2 separate regions of the Zea mays genome follow, and region 1 is linked to region 2. Evidence: chromatin contacts called from public Hi-C data. All regions are on one chromosome and are shown on one strand. Each heading gives the region's core, a stretch centred on a gene start, on an enhancer-like site or on the middle of the called end of the contact. The rest is flanking DNA. Distances are from core to core; before and after follow the strand shown. Region 1 holds the start of LOC100276684 (Dol-P-Man:Man(5)GlcNAc(2)-PP-Dol alpha-13-mannosyltransferase). Region 2 holds the start of LOC100284257.

Region 1 (4,148 bases), core at 187-2,686, 240 kb before region 2:
TAAAGAGTGGCATATTTGGGACTCAAAACGTGCGGCCCAATACTGTTCGCGGTCTTTCCAACCTCCGCTGGACATTTCACGGAGACAACTTCCTCGCCGCCACCGATCCAGACCCACACGCCCGCCCCAATCTCATCGCTAGGTCACCCCATTCGTTTCTCGGCGACGAGCCGATGAAGAAGACGATCGTCCCCTCTCCATCTCGCCTTCTCTCCATCATCCTGCCTCCCCGTGGTTCGTCTCCCAGCTCCTCTCTTGATTTGCTAGGCTCTTGTCTGTTGTCTCACATCTCCCCTCCTCTTGATATGCTAGGTGCTTGATAGATCAAAGGCCGCCGTCCCCACGGTCGCAGCCGCTAGCGAGGGCTCAACAATTTTCTGGAAGCAATCGGAAAAAAGGGCGGGAATGGTGTTCAGAGTGGGAGGGAAATAGAGGGGGCTACGTACACGAACATGAGGTAGTTGCAAACGTAAGCTATTTTAGGGTCTATGATTGGAATCGATAATTGAATTTGGGCCCTAAACAAATAGAAACGGGTAGTAAATTAAATTATAAGGCTTAACTATAAGGCTCATGGTTGGAGTTGCTCTAAGGAAAAGACAGTTTTAGATGTGAATCCCTGAACTATAGCAGAACCAGAGGTTAGAAAAGAGTGATCAATTGCACAACTATATACCACTTCAGTCTTGACGTAAAGCAGAAGAGTGAGGCTCAAGTTGACAATGTACAAGACGCCAAACAAAATCTGCAGACAAACTCATCAGTCTTAAAACACTGCCAGACATCTGACCATGATGAGGTGGGAGGAAGCAACAGAAGAAACGAGTTCGTGCTGATAAACAGATTTGGCTGAGCCGTGACCTGAGCAGGGAAGACGCGGCCTCCCGTAAGGAACTTAACGGCGGAGTAGACGTAGAGGAATCCGGCCGGGTAGACCAATGGCCCTGTGTCTCCCTCGATCTTGGTGTAGTCCCTCTCCCCCTCCAGAAAAGCGTCCACCTAGCGCAGGAAGCACACACCAGCAGCCGCCAACCAAGATCACACCACCATCCCAAATTCGAAACTCTTGAACCAAAACAGCGGGGAAACGATAAAAAAAAAGGCTCCCCAATTGCGCTAGCACCTGGGACATGTAGGCGTCCCAGTCGATCTTGGTATCTGCAATCAGAAGCAACAACAGACCCGCTTAGCGGCGACGCAGAGACAAGGAGAGCTGAGCAATGAGGCTTCGCGCTCGGAGCTACAGACACGGGACGAAGGCGACGATGAGGGCGACGAGCGCGGCGTCGGCCAGCACCAGGAAGGCGGCGAAGTAGAGCGCCCTCCGGTGGTCCGTCGACCTGCCTGGCGTCTCCGTCGAAGCCGTCGCCAACGCCGTGCTACCGGAGCGTATCTTCTCCGCCCGCGCCATCCTTGGCGGCGAGCCACCACCGGGCGGCAGATCCAAGAGGCAGGAGCGAGCAACTCCACCGGCCGGCGGCGACGACCCCCCAACCCACCCACCAGTTCGTTTGTTCTCTCAACTGCCGAAGTGTGCGCCCCGGTGAGTTAGGCGGGCCGAGATGGGAGGTGGGCCTTTACCAACACGGCCCCCAGTCTGAATAATGGGCCTACCCTACCCGAAGCGTGAGAGCAATCGCGGCTCACTTGTACCAGCAAAGGACTTTGGGCTACGAGGCCTGCGATCGGACTTTCGTCGTCGTCGTCGTCTCACTCGGCGGGCGGTCGCCGTCTCCGTCGAGCGCGCGTCATCCTCCACTGCACGGCCACGACAGCGTTTCGGTCGATTCCACCCGCGCCCCGCCGCTCTCGCCTTGAATTGGCAGCCAACCACCAACGAATTCTTTATATTCCCATCCCATGGCTCACCGGGGCTTCGTCCTCTTTATCGCCGGCCCCGTTCGCGGAAAGCAAAGATCCACTATCGCGACGAAAGCGCCGCCGGACTCATTTCAGATCACAGCATGGCCGACGAGGCGGGCTGACCTGACGCTCCGAGCACACGAGAGGGCATGCCGCACGCCTGGTGGGATGCGTCCTTCTCTTCTCCCGTTAGTCCTTTTTTCTTTCAGAGAAATGAATATGATGTCCCCTGGCCTTATTCCCCATCTTGCGAATTGAATTCTCGAGCACTATGATGTGCCTGATCTTCGACCGTTTATCTCCCTCGTCCCCGCCCCCGCGTCAAGCGTGTATGTATTCCTGAGCTCACCTCACCGGTGACGCTACTTTCTGGATCGGAGGAAAAAAGGAACATGTGCCCGATCCAACAGGGTCAAGCTGCCGACGACATGGACACGAGTACACGACCAACTGCCAAGGTCGGACGAAGAAAGAAAAGCCGCCACGCAACAAGTCCAATTGTGCTTGTGCACTGCGGGCCCTGCCAACCTGCCTCGCGTCGTCTCACTGGCTCACTACTCGACGTGCTCGTATTGGTATAATCCCAGAGCCACAGGCACGAACGAGTACGGGATCCCGGGAAGATTCACGCCCGGCGCCACCTTTCCGTAGCGCCACGAGGCCACGACCACGAGTATTTTAAGCGTGGCCGGCGACCGTTCCGCGGGAAGACCGCGCAAGATGATGCAGGGCGCGGCGGCGGGGGGGACCTCTGTCTCCGGAGCCTCTTGGGCTCGGGCCACGCGCGGCCGCGCGGCCGTCCTCGCCTCGCGCCACGTCGGCGTGGGCGCCTCCTCCTCCGACTACTACTACAACCACTTCGGGCCCCGCGGCGCCACCGCCGCCCCGCTCCTCCGCGCCCGCGGGGGCGGGCGGCTCAGGCCTCTGCCGCTGCTGTCCGGCAGCGGAAAGAATGGGGAGGTCGCCAAGGCCGCGGCGGCGGCGGCATCGGTGCCGGCGGACGACGCGAGTGCCGCCGCGGTGACGACAGACGGCGGTGGCATTGCGGCCACGGCGCAGCTGGGCGCCATGATCGTCGCGTGGTACCTGCTCAACATCTACTTCAACATCTACAACAAGCAGGTCTGGCCGGCGGCCGTTCACCGCAGCATCTCAAGAGATCCTCAGATCCCCTCCACTCTTCTCCCCCCCTGATGATCAACACCAACCGTCGTCCCCCGTTGCAGGTTCTCGGCGCGCTGCCGTTGCCGCTGCCGTACACCATCACAGCCTTCCAGCTCGCGTTCGGCTCCCTGCTCATCTTCCTCATGTGGGCCACCAGGCTCCACCCGGCGCCCAGGCTCTCCGCTGCGCAGGTGAGGCCATTCTCCTGCGAGGGGAAGCTGCAATTTTTCCTCTCTCTCTCGCTTCCCCCCGCTTGGTTTGCTGGTTCGTAACCTGCCGGCGGCAACTTAACTTTGCGGCTGCAGCTGGGCAAGATCGCGCCGCTGGCCGTGGGGCACATGCTGGGCACGGTGTTCACCAACATGAGCCTGGGCAAGGTCGCCGTCTCCTTCACGCACACCATCAAGGCCTCCGAGCCCTTCTTCACCGTCGTCCTCTCCGCCCTCTTCCTCGGCGAGGTTCGCCACCCTCTCGCTCCGTCGTCGCACTCGCACCCTCCTGAAAAAGCACTCTCGCCGATTCCGCCGTGAATGGAATCGAGAAGAAACCAGAAAAGAAAAAGGTGGAGCCTATGATCAGTTTCCATTCCATGCTTGGTATGCAGGTTCCTTCCCTTCCGGTGCTGGGCTCGCTCGTGCCGATCGTTGGCGGCGTCGCCTTGGCGTCATTCACCGAAGTTTCTTTCAACTGGTCAGTGATGCCCGCTACGGCGCTACCTATTTGCCTATTGGAGAATCTTTGGATCCTACTGTAGTACCGAGCGATTCTTTCCCTTTTTTGCTGTTGGGACTCAAATGATTGGAGGAATCTTGACGGTTGTACACTGTAACTTTGTCTGGGTATCATCAGGACCGGGTTTTGGAGCGCCATGGCGTCCAATCTGACCAACCAATCGAGGAACGTCCTCAGCAAGAAACTCCTTGCCGGTGACAAGGTGAATCTTCCTTCCGTCAGAGTAGTACCGCTCGGCCGGTGAACACTAATGAGAACTGTCTCGTGACGCAGGATGTTATGGATGACATAAATCTCTTCTCGGTGATCACTGTGCTGTCGTTTCTGCTGTCCTGCCCTCTGATGATCTTTGCCGAAGGCATCAAGTTCACCCCAGGATACCTCCAGAG
Region 2 (4,482 bases), core at 1,232-3,731:
TGCCTGTCCTCTTTTCTCAAGAGGACGAAATCAATCTGGCTAGTGTGTTGGCCACTACTGAAGGTCACCAGGTGGGATGTCCTCTTCCTAAAGAAAGTGTTTGCTATAAACATGTCATAGGCTAGGGCAAAGTTCAGGATTTCCTCTCCTTCTTGATTCCTAGTCCCAAAGTCGAAGCCTCCATGCACACCCTCGAAACTGGTGCTAGATGTACCCACATGGCCATTGAGATCTCCTCCTATGAAGAGCTTCTCGCCAACTGGCACACTACTAACCATGTCCTCCAGGCCTTCCCAGAACTCCCTCTTTGAGTTCTCATTAAGGCCTACTTGAGGAGCATACGCGCTGATAACATTGAGAACCAAGTCCCCAATGACCAGCTTGACTAGGATGAATAAGCCTAAAGACAGAATTTCAAACTTATTGATCTTTGGTTGTGGTGCTTTGTTTTGGGCTATTTGGAGAACCAGAAATGATTGTTTTTTTGGTGAAAAGATTATTCTTGACCCGGCTAACATAATATTTCTCTGTTGCTTTTGGTTGGATTCTTGGGTTATTCGACAGAAAGAGAAGGAAAAAAAAGATGGTGGTACAAGGAAGTCAACTTATCAGAAGGATAGCAAGTGAGGCGATGAGCAGGGCCTTTGGATGGTGTCCGAGGGACCGTCGCATTACTGTTTGAAGACTCCTTTTGGCACTTCATGCTCCTTCTGGTGGTCATCGTAGCTCAAGTTCTTTTGGATGTTATGTTGGTGGGTTAGTTGCATCTAGGTTGGTTTTAGCTGGGTTACTGCCTTTGGCCTGTGGCCTTTGTAAATAAGCTTGGCTTAAAAACTGTGGAGCTTTCTGGTTGGGTGCTAGTGGAGTCTGATCTTTGCATATCCTTGTTAGATTGTAGAGGTTAGTTCCACTAGTTACTACTTTTGGTGATGGGTTGCTCTCCATCATGGTGGTCTGTAATGACTCTTTACCTATTTCCTAATGAAATAGGGGGCTATGCCCCTTCGTCAAAAAAAAACAATGCATTGCATAGCACTTGACTCAAACTTGGTAAGTTTTTCCTCGGACAATAAATCTGGCAATTTGCTAGACCAAATTCTAAGCTGTGCTCTGCGTGTCACAAGGCAAATGCCGCCTAGGAACACTAAGGGAAAGTTTGCTAGGGCTCCAGGTCCTAAAATGGCATCAGATTTAGCTCCTCTCCTGGAGTAGCTTCTTGTCACAGCCCCTGGACGGAGGACGCTCGCCTTCCTCGTCGTGAGCAGATTGACAGAAGAACTCCGGTGAGTTCTTGCGAGCGTCAGTTCCCAGGTGAGTTGGAACAGGTAAGAAATGTGTGGATCTGGTATTTCTGATTATTTGATGATTGTCTCAGTACAAAAGGTAGTATTTATACTAGTACAAATGACTAAAGGCCCAATAACGAGGCCCATAATCCTTCACCTAATCCCCCCCCCCCTTCACCAGTAATTTCTCAGGAACCCTAGCCACAATCACACGGTACTTACACTTCTCTGGTAGAGCCAGAACACTTTGTAGAAAGATATTTGACAAAAGGGTTTCGTAGAGCATTTTTTAGAGGAGCTGGTGCAAGTTAATATTTTGGGCTCCGGCTCCTTGGTGGTTTCAGTGAGAAACCGGTTTTCTTTTTACCCCGTTTGGTATGATTTCTTCAGAAGCCAAAGCCAGAGCCTTTTGTAAGCCCTAGCAAAGGGACCCTAACTGACATAAAAGCTAAGGTTTTAGCAATAATAACCAACACAGATCCAGCATTGAGAAACATACAGAAAAGAAGACACGCCGCGCCGACGCATTCTGCGTCTTGTACATCATATTTATCGGCGTACTTAATAACATAGACCAAATTCGCGGATAGAGGCATCAATGTCAAGCGACAATGCCTAAATTAACTTCACCAGTAATAAATATAGTGCAAAAATAAGTTAGAAAGAAGGACGAAGGAGGGACGCACCCATTCCAAGAGCGGATAGCTCTACATCTTCGTGCTGTTGCATATACCTCTGCACGGACCGAAGCAACCAAATCAGCCAGAATCCGGAAGCGGCGGGTGGGCAGGAGTATCACGGAAAGATGCGGCGCGTAGGGAGAGAGGGGCAGCCGTACCTTGGCGAGGTTGACGTAGAAGAAGAGGGGTTTCTTGGTGTTGGACACCTGGATGCGGTTGCTGCTGCCGCCGCCGCCCCTCCTCTGCCCCTCTCCGCCTGAAGCCGCCGCGTCTCCGGTAACGGTGAGGTTCTTCACCCCCTCGGCGATCTCCTCCACCACCATGATCGGTAGCGATCTAGCACGCCGGGCCGCAGCCGGATCGACGGGGTTGGTCGACTGCTCACGTCTCCGCTTCCGGTGGCTCACCTCCTCCCTCCCTCTCGCGTCTTCTCGGCGTTGCGGCGGGTGCGGGTAAAACGAGGGAGGAGAGCCCGGTCGGACGGCCCCGCGCGCGAGTGATGATGCGTGGGCTTGACGGAACCGGCGATGGGATGTCTCGGCCCAACCTCCTTAGCCGACGATTCAAGCAGCCCAAATGGAAGCGGGCCCACTCAGGGCTGATTTGGCAGCCGCTTTTCCCGCCCGGAACCCGGTGTTTTCCCTGTGTCGCTAATCCATACGCTAAATTTTCACCGACCATCACTCCATCCTGTTTGGAAACCGGCCTCGAAGGTATACTGGCCCATTCTGAGCGCAACTTACGCGTGGAAACTCGTCCGACCTTTAGACGTCGGGCGGCTATCCCCGAATCGTCTCTTCCTCTCGCCTCCTCTATCACGGCCGTAGAGATGGCAATGGATACCTGAAGCCCGACTACCCGACAGGTTTTACTCGATATAAAGGCGGGTATAAGATGATTTCTCTATCCGTAGGTATGTTAATGGGCAAGATCCTCCACCCGTTGGATAAACGGGTACGGGTACGAGTTGGTACTACCCATACCTATCTACTCATGGATAGAATATACCTGCAACAATACCACTATAATCATCTAATATAGTCCATCTTAGCTAAAATAAAAATCTTCTCTAGCTATCATTTGTCTAGCTACCAAGTTATGTAATCATATGATTTGTTATATGTAAAGTTTGACTTGTTTTTTATGTTTATTTAATGTTTTGAGTGATTGATATATTAGAATTTAAGACTTTCCTAGCGGGTACGGGTTATCCGACGGGTAAAATTACCCGCACGGGTACGGGTATGGGTAGGATTTTATACCCACGAGCATATATGGGTAACCTGACGGGTAGAAATTTTTTTGATAGGTATAGGTATGGAACGACACTACCCGACGGGTATGTACCCGTTGCCATCCCTACACGGACACGCCGCCACCACTTCGCCAGTCGCCGCACACCCCTCCCCCAGTGATTTTGTCGGGTAAATCTAGCTCCTCTTCCGCACCTTCTTCTTGCTAGGATTTCTTTTTTCTATTCTTGCTGCTTCTTGGACAGTGACGAACGCAGGCTAGAAGCATGGTAGGATCTGACGCGACCGCTTTTATTCTCTCTCGTGGGTGTGAACAGCTCTCTCTGTCCTTTGTCCATATCCACTAGGTGCAGATCTAGATCAGTTCATTATACCCTGTGTAGATCTAGAATGCTTGAATGTTGGGGGCGTGGGGATGAGTCTCCTTTCCTTTTGCCAGTCTTTGCAACCTTGATTGGCTGCCATCATGTCATCCTCACCTCCGATGCAGCAGTTGATGTCGACTTAGGAACTGCACAGAGTTTATTCGACAATATGCTCATGAGGTATATCTTACACATCCCGGACCAAATTTGTCAATGCTAAAAAGTCTGATGACCCCTCTGTGTCCATCTATGCCGTCCAGATCGCTCTCTCTGTGTACCAAAAGGAACAGTTGCTTCACAAAGTTGTCATCGTTCTAATGATAACACCTCACGAATTAGCTTTTGTGTTTCTGCTCTTGTGTTTGATTTATTTAAGCTAATTCTTTGTCACACCCGGTTTTAAGGGACAAAGTCGGGTGCATCTCATACATGCGCCAAAGAAGACAACATATATAATAACAGAGTGTATAGAGATAAATGTCACAATATAATCAGAGTACTTATTACATAGCGGAAGACTTACAAAATAAATGATAGATATGGATCACTAAAATCCATCCTTGGCGCCAGAGAGTCAACTGGGAGACGACGACCTAGATCTCTCACGAACACAGTGCAACATCCACCATGCGCCTCATCTAGTGGTACCTGTTCTTGACCTGTGGGGGTGTGAGACAGCAAGGGTGAGCTCACATATGTTCATCGCTCAACAAGTTGTGGGGAATAATGTGACATGAACTCACCAAAGGTGGGAGTTCATGAAGTGTAAGGCTGATCAACAATAGAGGTTAAAGCTGAGCATTGCTTTTATAAGTTGGTCAAAATTTTATTAGCAGTTACTAAGTGTAAGTGAATATCAAACCATAATAAAATAATAGAACAAAATTAATAACAAATC

Evidence for each region. Hi-C and Micro-C count contacts between places; a contact is called where the count stands out from the background.
Region 1: a contact with region 2 is called in a Hi-C map of endosperm, with 2.4 times the contacts expected there. The contact joins the promoter of LOC100276684 here to the promoter of LOC100284257 in region 2. A contact is called at or near these places in 4 of 25 Hi-C or Micro-C datasets (ear, endosperm, leaf and 1 more).

Annotation. Positions count from the first base shown.
Region 1 is chr3:12,248,940-12,253,087 of Zm-B73-REFERENCE-NAM-5.0, reverse strand. It overlaps LOC100276684 (Dol-P-Man:Man(5)GlcNAc(2)-PP-Dol alpha-13-mannosyltransferase), which reads right to left and starts at 1,436. Exons shown (of 13, transcript NM_001150411.2): 1 at 1,249-1,436; 2 at 1,124-1,158; 3 at 862-999; 4 at 677-745. The coding sequence starts at 1,411. It overlaps LOC103649694 (phosphoenolpyruvate/phosphate translocator 3, chloroplastic), which reads left to right and starts at 1,701. Exons shown (of 9, transcript XM_008675425.4): 1 at 1,701-2,985; 2 at 3,090-3,218; 3 at 3,333-3,485; 4 at 3,632-3,717; 5 at 3,877-3,961; 6 at 4,033-4,148. The coding sequence starts at 2,584.
Region 2 is chr3:12,007,951-12,012,432 of Zm-B73-REFERENCE-NAM-5.0, reverse strand. It overlaps LOC100284257, which reads right to left and starts at 2,481. Exons shown (of 5, transcript NM_001147847.1): 1 at 2,125-2,481; 2 at 1,973-2,021. The coding sequence starts at 2,289.